Regions from separate parts of the Rattus norvegicus genome. Here region 2 is linked to region 1. A link is a contact called in public Hi-C data. All regions are on one chromosome and are shown on one strand. The core of a region is the stretch at or near the end of the contact, and the rest is flanking DNA. Distances in the headings are between cores, read along the strand shown. Region 1 overlaps Cdkal1 (CDK5 regulatory subunit associated protein 1-like 1). Region 2 holds the start of Sox4 (SRY-box transcription factor 4).

What was found. Hi-C and Micro-C count contacts between places; a contact is called where the count stands out from the background.
Region 2: a contact with region 1 is called in a Hi-C map of the A7r5 cell line, with 12 times the contacts expected there. The contact joins the promoter of Sox4 here to the enhancer-like site in region 1. A contact is called at or near these places in 12 of 12 Hi-C or Micro-C datasets (the A7r5 cell line, the Rat2 cell line, Schwann cells and 7 more) and 1 of 1 datasets of contacts at active chromatin or transcription factors (oligodendrocytes).

The regions. Positions count from the first base shown.
Region 1 is chr17:34,947,968-34,952,680 of GRCr8, reverse strand. The region is part of intron 4 of Cdkal1 (CDK5 regulatory subunit associated protein 1-like 1); the gene reads right to left. It also overlaps the pseudogene LOC120098014. Among named protein-coding and RNA genes, the nearest start is that of Cdkal1, 23 kb to the right of the region's middle. Within about 2 kb of position 2,845, at least 5 of the 93 cell types and tissues checked have an H3K27ac peak or open chromatin away from gene starts, as enhancers often do. A contact at or near this core is called in the A7r5 cell line, where this site is marked.
Region 2 is chr17:35,874,250-35,878,962 of GRCr8, reverse strand. It overlaps Sox4 (SRY-box transcription factor 4), which reads right to left and starts at 2,665. Exons shown (of 1, transcript NM_001271205.1): 1 at 1-2,665. The coding sequence starts at 2,009. The coding sequence ends at 687.

The DNA.
Region 1 (4,713 bases), core at 1,596-4,095:
CTAAGACAATGCCCAAGTCATCATACTGATGTAAATTAAAATAAGAGCAGCATATTTTCTTTGAGTACATAATAGGTTCACTTCCATCCACTATCATTTTGTAGCAAGAAAAACTTTCTAGCTGAAATATGTTTACTAATAATATAACTTTAGACTTTTCTATTAAAATTAAAATTCAAAGATGTTATCACAAAATTCTCATTATGGCCATTGCATGCATGCAATATATATATATACATATGTATGTATATACGTATGTATGTATTTCTACATAATATCCTTTTTTTAAATTGGCTATTAATTTACTAAAATATACTGCTTCTTGGCCTTGTAGCTAAAATCAAATGTGGTATCTGTTTTTATCAGTTTAATCTTTGATACACCTATATACATATATCTTAATTCATAAATATCAACCATAGAACTGAAGAGTAAAATAGTAACACTGAAATATGCAATGGAAATTTCCAACATTTGAGCTAACCCACTTTAAAGGGGAAACAGGCCAACAGGAAATGTACAGCATGTTATGCGATGTGGTCCTTAGGATCCCAAACTTACAAACTGTCATCATATTAAAAGGAGGCTCTGGCTACTAGCTAATTTAATACTTAAATGTTAATAGAATTTCCCTATTACTACATCTGTCATGGATGGTTTTTAACCAATAAAATCAAAAACAAAACGGTATCCACGGAAGGAAAGTCCCCCCAGCACAAACTCACACCTGCTCCAGGCCCCACCGAGTTGGCATTGCCTATCTTTGTCACCAAAGACTGTGATGTGGGCAGAAATAAAGTACGGAACTACCATAAAATGACTGAATTGTGACTGCCCTCCAAAGCATGTGAATATGTTTTTTAAAATATTAACTTTCCCTAAAATAATGCAAAAAAATAAATCTAGGAACAAGGAAATTACTTTTATTAGCGAATGCAAAACACGTGAACCACAACAACAGGACTAGATGAACGCTGTTACGAATGCAGCAGTGCAGACCCATGTGTATGATAAATAAAGTATAAGAAAGCACTCAGCATTTCTATGTAAACTGCATCTGAAGGATTATTATGGGACTCACACACTGGCTGAACTTGGAGTGTTCAGGTTTTAAACATTAATTTACTTTGACTATGTGCATGTCAAAATGAAAGATTGCTGTCTGGATTCAGACATGCCATATTAATATTGAACGCAGGCATTCACTTCAGGTCAGTAGTCACTCCGAGTCGGCTTCAGCAGGTGGTAAAAGGAATGCACTCATTAAAATGTATGTGGTACAAGGTTATCTCCCCAAAGCAGCTCTCAAATAGAGGTAGCCTTGAAACTCGAGCACTAGATATGCTAGAACCAGCCTCTAATCGTCACGAGTACAGAGAAAATTGAACTTACTCTTGCCACCTAATAACCAATAAGGTTAGCTGCCCTCATCAGTGTCTTCGGAGAAGTCAGAGAATTGAACTGTTCGACACCAACCTGGCATCTGCCCACAGCTAAACTCTCCTGAACTTAACCTGAACTAACCTGTACAAACCTGTACAAACCTGAACTAACCTGTACAAACCTGTACAAACCCGGGCTTCCTTCAGACGAGTACAAGTAAGAAATGTGTCCTCATTTTGGAGACCTTACCCTATTTCTCAATTAAATGATATTTTATTCCTTTGTATTAACTCCATTCAAATTAATTTTCCCATTTGTAACATAATAAATTTCAGTTCTCCAGAATAAAGGTAAAATGTTCAAAATAAGAGGCCTGACTTATACCAAAGATGATTTTCCCCAAAATAAACTTACTTCTGATATTCAGCACCCACAGCTGTATGAATAACTACCCAGATCTTGTGCTTTTCTTTAAGTTGCTTTTCAATGTCAAGAATAAATCCTTTTCCTGTTTTATATACACTGCACCTAAACTTATAACAGCCAAGTCTTCCACCTTCTCACTTAAAAAGCACCTAATTAATTTGCCATTACTAGATAATCCACCTCATTTTAATAACATTAAAGCAAATATCAGCTATTGTATCTATAGACCATTTATGTTCACAAAAAAAAAAGGTCAGTCATTTTGTACATAAGACAAGAGCCCATGAATTTGTCATGAATCACTTCACATTGCTTCATTTGCTCCTTATCTACCCACTGACCAAACCAGCAAGCAGGGAGAAGGGCAGGTGGACGGACAGAGGGGAGATGGAAGTCTTCTTGCAAGGGTAAGACCAGATTTGTCTCCTTGGTTGAATACACAGCACAGGCCTGCGATCCATGCATACCTAGTGAATAAATGAATCTATAAAGAGTCTGAGGCGCACTGGACTTCATGTGTTCATCTTATTTATGAATAACCTGTGGTTCAGGAACATTGGACAGTGTCACTAAGGCCACAGGGCCAGTTGGTCATTCCTGTACAATCTAACACTATGCCTTTGCTTTTTCTCCCCTCCCCCCTACATACAGATTTAAGTTCAATATATCACTCTTTCTAGAAACTTGAACCACACAAAAACAGCTATGGGTGAAAAATGTATTATTTGGAGGTTAATTTTACAATCAGAAAAGAAATTTTTTCTACACTCAAAACCATCAGTAAGATATCCCCAAACCAAACAATCTGGTGACTGGCAGTCAGCACTCATTAGTGTGACACACTGGGATTTATCAGGTGGTCCATGACTACGCCAACAGTAAAACTAACTCACTGGAAATGCTCCTGACCAGAGTAAAAGCATTTGTTTGGCAGGTACAGAAGAAATGGTAAGTCAGAAAGAAACACCCAACACTGGCCAGATGCGCCAAGGAGTCACCAGTAAGTAAAAAGAGGAAAAGAGCCAACGGAGGAAAGTAGCAAAGAGCATGTGCCTTTTTACTGACTCATGGTCACCAGAGCCTATGAATCACATCTGAAAGGTACGGACAAAGCCATTTCACTGGTTTGCTGGAAGAAAGGGCCTCGAAAACTTAATAACTAAATACAGACTACAAAGATGCTAAACCCTGTCTGTTCAGGTGGTAGCATGTCATCCCTTGCTTTGTACCTAACAAGGGACAAGAGCAGCACAAGAAAGAGAAAACACATACAGAGCAAGCTCTGTTTGCTTCCCATAAAATGGCATGAATATTGACATAAACCATTAAATCCTAATCAAGTACATATTGTAGGCAAAATACAGTGGGTGCTAGGAACACAAAAGGAGAAGACTGTTCTTTACTCGGGTGCGTCCCAGTAAGAGCAAAGCACAAACAGGTGGGAAAGAGAGGCTGGAGGCCACGGCACTGTAAAAGAAGGACCTGAGTGGGGTCTGCGTGGGACAGGGCAGGGAAGGGAAGAGTAAGAAAAGTTCAAACAGAGCTTCACACCTGACAGTTCTAATCAAGGGCTTCACCTCAGACAAAGTTACATGGTGTACCCGGCCTCTCACTTCTGCCATAGTCAACATGATTCATTTGTGAGAATTAAAAACCTGAGAAAAGATGAGGATGTTCACTGACTACCAGCCATTTTTGGAACAAGACTCCATATCCTCTGACACCTAATCCCACATATTTCTCTGATAAAAATCACTGCTGTCTGACTCGCTGACTACCCAAAGAAGCCATCAGAGTTTACCTCGCTTCCTAATTAACACTCACCACAGACAAAGATACACAGGAGGGAAACATAGACAACTAAAAGACATCTAAATTGATCAAAAGCCATTAAATACATGCTTGATTCAAATTTCATTAGCATGGTCAGTGCATGTAAGGTACTGGAGTCTAAGACATCATAGATGGGAAGTTTCTTCATTAGAGCCTAAAGGCTAATGTCTGCCAGCCATTTACTGGTCATTGTAACAGCCCTAGAACCATTCCTGACATGAAGAGTCATGGGCCTAGAGAAGCCAGAATCATTTCTATGACAACATTCTCCAGGTTTTATCGGTGTTTGGATTTATCAGTATCCTTAAGAACAAAAGTTGATCCAAAGGCTGGAGAAGAAACAGTTTTAGGGCAGAACTCAACAGAACAGTAGATACTGTTCCTACCATATAAAAGGCTAAATATAAGGAAGAAATATCCTAAGTATATTTTCTATAATAAAGATAAAAATATTCTGTTGACAAAAATGTAAGAAAATGTATTTAAGATCTATAAATTTCCCCTACGGAATTTTCACTGTAACAGACTTAGCTATTTAAACTTTGGTCAGCTTGACTCTTTCTCTACATAGAGTTCTCAATTTCTCCACCATACACTGTGCAGTATTTAAATACATGACTCACGGTTAAGGACTAGAGACATAGGTATAACCAAGGAGCGCTAGCTTCTGTAAAACTGCCTGTGATACCTACTTTTCTGTTTTGGATACTTCCTCTCAGACATTAAAAAAAAAAAAAAATCAAAAGATGGTCATGAGCCTTTGCTTAATAAAGCCAATGACCCGACTCCCTTTCTTAATTAAAAGCTGACGGTAGTAAGAATACTTACTATTCGCAATGAATGTTCAGACATAACAGTCTTATTAAAATTATGTCTATCTTATAATTTCTTCCATTACTAATGCATGCTTAAAGAAATTGATTCTGAGATACATTTTTCTTGTCCTCTACCAGGCCTTGACACAGACTAGTATAAATGGTAGTGGGCGCTAACAAGCAGATTCAGCCAACACGGATGATTGAAATTAAAAAGCTATAGCGTATTAACATATCTAGGCCACACAGAAGGGTC
Region 2 (4,713 bases), core at 1,416-3,915, 930 kb before region 1:
GCCCAACACAAACGCCATGGCCAAAACGCATCACCCCAGAGCCTTCTGTCTTCATTGCAGAAAAAGAAAATTTAAAAAGGGGGAAAATGCAAAGAGAATACAAAGAGAGGGTGGGTAGGAGATGGGGCGCGCTGGATTTCCCCCCTCCTTTCTTGACCAAGAGGCAAAATAAAATCAAAAAAGAAATCACCAAGGCGAGGGGGGGGGGCAAGATTCCTTCGGTCTTTAGAAGCTTAGCTTGGCTTCTTTTCTTGCTGGGGGTGCAACCAAGTCCGGAAGCTCGTTGGAAGGGGAGGGGGAGTCTCTTCAAGCAAAATTGGGGAGGAAACTCGATGTAGCTTTTTTAGCCACCACCAACATCAATAACAACAAAAAAAGGTCGCCCCTGTCTACTCTCCGCCTCCTCGAGTCCCCAGCCCTGAGAGTGGGGGATGGGAGCACGGGTCCACTACGCCCCCGCGCTCCTTCTCCAACGGCGGGACATGGTTCAGGCCAGCCCTATGCACTTTTTTTCCTTCCTTTTCTTTTCTCCTTTCTCCTTCCACTCTCCATCTATTCTTTTTTCCTCTTTTTTTTCCTGCTTCTTTCTTCTTTTTTTTTTTTTTAATTTTTGTTTTGTTTTGTTTTTTGTCTTCCTCTCTCCTCTCCTGCCTCTTGGCCCTCCTTCTCCCCGGCCCGCGCTCCCTTCAGTAGGTGAAGACCAGGTTAGAGATGCTGGACTCCAGCCAATCTCCCGAGATCATCTCGCTCACCTCGGGCGTGCAATAGTCCGGGAACTCGAAGTGGGAGCCTGAGCCGGGTTCGAAGTTAAAATCCAGGTCCCGATCAAGCGCGGATGAGGAGCTGAAACTGCCCAGGGACATGCTCTCAAAGTTTGAGCTGGGGTTCAGGTCGAGCAGGTCATCTTCGAACTCATCATCGGACGACGAAGAGCCCGAGGAAGAGGAGGAGGATGAGGAGAGCGACGAGGACGCGTGCGAGGGCGCGCTGGACGGGGCGGGCGAGGCTGCACGTAGGCTGGCGTAGCCGCGGTGGTCAGCGGGCGATCGGCTGGCGGCGGGCGATGATGCTGCGCTGCTACGGCCGCTCAGACTCCGGCCATCGGGCGAGCATCCCGGGCCCCCATCTTCGTATAACCCCAGTGGATCGCTGGGGTCGGCGCTCGCTCCCAGGCCCCCGACCGGGGATGCCGAAGCGCCCAGGCTTCCGAACAGGTAAACGCGCTTCACCTTCTTGTCGGCAGGGTGTTTGGCGGGGGTGGCCAGCGCGCTGGACGGCGAGGAGGAGGCGGCCGGGGTGGCCGCGCTGGGAGTCCGCACCTTGTAGACGGCCGCGGGCTCCCCCAGGGGCAGCAGGGCGGCCTGCTCCGGAGAGAACGATGCAGCCGCCTTACCGCCGCCCGCCGGGACGAACTTGGCGTGGGGCTTGCCGACCGAGCTGCCCGCCACCTTGGGGCCGCAGCTCTTCTTGGGCGCGGGCTTGGAGCTGCCGCCCGCGCCACCCCCCGCGTGGCCGCTTCCCGCGTGGCCGCTGCCGCCGGCGACCTTGTCGCCCTTCTCCCCAGGTTTGGCTGTGGCCGCCGATCCCGCGCCCGTGTTGCCCGACTTCACCTTCTTTCGCGGCCGGTACTTGTAGTCAGGGTAGTCAGCCATGTGCTTGAGGCGCAGCCGCTCCGCCTCCTGGATGAACGGGATCTTGTCGCTGTCCTTGAGCAGCTTCCAGCGTTTGCCCAGCCGCTTGGAGATCTCGGCGTTGTGCATGTCGGGCGACTGCTCCATGATCTTGCGCCGCTCGATCTGCGACCACACCATAAAGGCGTTCATGGGCCGCTTGATGTGGCCACTGGGCGTCTTGCACCAGCTAGGGTCGTCCGCCTTGCCACCCGTGGACGCCGTGGAGCCGGGCGTCGGGGAGGACGCGATGCCCAGCTCCAGGCCGGCGCCCGAGTCTGAGCTCTCCCCAGCCAGCAAAGCCTCCGTGTTCTCCGCGTTGTTGGTCTGTTGTACCATGGCCCCGGCTTGCCGGGCGCCCACGCGCGCTCACACGCTCGCGGCGCGGTCGCCGGGCCCTGCGGGCTCCCCGGGGCGGAGACCAGGGTCCCCTGAGCAGCGCGCGGGCCAGGGGCGGCCGCCTCCCGCCGCCAACCTAGAGTCTCCGAGGCCCTCCGTCCTCCCTCACCGCTGAAGTTCTCCCTGCGGGCACCGAGGCTGGAGTCGGCCGCGGCGAGGAGTTTCTCCAAACGTTGGTAGCCGGAGTATCTTCCAAACGCAAGTTTCTCGCCGCCTCCGGGGCAAGTCTTTCCCCCACCCCTTTCCCCTGAAGCAGTCGATTGCAGTTCACGAGAGCTCGCGGTAGCTCAGGAAAGCGACATCGTCTCTAGCGCCTAAGTCCCTTTCCTGCAGAGCAAAGCCAAAGCGACTCTGGCTCCGGGACTCTCTGTGGGCGGAATCGGTGCTGAGGAGTTGGTGCAATTATTTTGTTGCAAGGTAGGAAGCCAAGAAGCTTGCATGCAACAGACCGGCATGAATAAATGTATGTTTCTCCCTCCCTCCTGCAAGAAGGAGAGCTGGTTACCGGCAGAGTTCCCCCACTGCAGACTCTCTAAGAAACAGCGTGCAAGAACTGGAAACCGGGAGGGAGACGGCCCTCTTTCCCTCACTCTGTTTCTCTGGCTGCAGCTTAGAGCAGACCCCAATTCCGCCTCGCGCTTCTTTATCCTTTCGCAGACAGCCAATCAGCCGCTGTAACTAACGCTTCCTCGTGCCAAGCCCCTCCCCCGTCCTTCCCATTGGCTTGGAACCCGATGCAATAATAATCTCCGCGTGCAATGAGAAGCTCCAAATCTGACCTCATTCCAATTTACAGAGCAAACTTTTTAAAAGGGCTAGAAGTACAGCTGAGATTTCTGCTGCCTCTTTTCCCCCCTTTTGCTGGGCGCGCGCGCGCGCGTGCGTGCCTGTGTGTGTGTGTGTGTGTGTGTGTGTGTGTGTGTGTGTGTGCGCGCGCGCGCGCGTGTGTGAAGAGGATGTTAATGCATGAAGTTATTAAGGGGAGAGACGGAAATGTATTCTAGCCATTATGTTAGATAACAAGGGGCTTGGAGGGGGGGTAAGGGTGAAATACTGTAAATGGAAGCTTTCTGCTTAAAAGCCGAGTGATTATTTTTATTAGTTCTTTTCAGCCCAGGAATAAAGAATCAGCCTTTGGTGCAAAATCTCTTTTCTTAGCTCCTTCTTAAAGCTAGAGATGTAAGTGGGGGGAGCCACAATAATAAATCAATGGATATTGAAAACCATTAAGAAAGTGGCACCTAGACACCTGTCATCACAATTATTTTAACAACTCCATGTTCAGAACAGACGTTGGTGTATTGTGTAAATCCCTTCAGGATGCTATCTGTGCTGTTTGTGAAAGGCAGTTTTTCCCCCTTTTCAGTAATTGCTTACTCTTTTTGCCAAACAGAGGTTAACTAGTTATTTAATGATTTCAGCTCCCCTATAAATCCTGGGTAGGCCAAACAAGATTTTCTGTGGAAAGCCAAGGCAGTGGCCCATAATTACCTCAATAAGAGACTTTGTATGATTTTTGTATAGGGCGATCATGGTGAATACAGGATGGGATTGACTTCACTTTCTAAATGTTTGTTTTCCACAATTTCCAAAGGATAGATGGGTTCCTTTGACCCACCTCCTTGTTTTCTTACTCATTTTATCTGCAGCCTGTGCTACTTGAAGCAAATGGGCCTAGAAGACTAAGGAAAAGAGAAGGGGGTGGCAAAGGAGAGTGGAGCTGCTGCACCTACCTCAAGCCCCACCCCTGATCTTTCTTTCCAAATCTCAATTGTCCACCTCTTCTGTGCTTCGGGAACCCCATGGGCTTGTGTTAGTGGCTGGTGAGTGTGTGATTATAAACCACTGATGTGTGTCCTGAGCCCTCTGTGGATTCTAACCTGAGTTCCTTCCTAATGCAAATGCCACTTCTAGTAAAAGCGGCATGACATTCAAGAGACTAAGAAGGAAGATGGGTACTGATGGTGAAACATAATCAAAATCCTGTCGGCTGGTCCCCGTTTGTTACCTCAGTACTTGGGAGGTGCCATCAGGAAGATCGGGAGTTCAAGGTCATCCACTGATACTTAAGAATTCCAGGGGGGCTGGGGATTTAGCTCAGTGGTAGAACGCTTACCTAGGAAGCGCAAGGCCCTGGGTTCGGTCCCCAGCTCCGAAAAAAAGAACCAAAAAAAAAAAAAAAAAGAATTCCAGGACAGCCCCGGCTGTACCAGACCTTGTCTCAAAGAGCATACACATGGCAGAAAGTATTTAGAATATAGAATAACTGAGTTCCATAATCACCCTTTTCCCCAAGATCTGAACACTGGGATTCTAGTAAAAACAGACCTTTCCTAATATGATGATAAATTGATTTTCATCAGGCTAGCGACAGAGGAGTCCAACTTAGAATCAGCTCTGAATTCGTGGCACAGTAGTGCTGGGTGGTATATTTCCCTTTATCTCGTCATAGTTTCAGAGTACGGAGGCTGGAAAGAGGCCTAGGGTGTGAAGAGTTAGACATTTACTGGAAAGAATACCCTATGGAGACAGCTGATTGGGACTCTAAGATCAACCGCAGGCAAGAATGTTTTTGTGGGTAAAAGCAAGTAATTTTTTTTTTGACCATTTGCTACCCATGGCAGCCCTTTTTTAATTTCCAGAG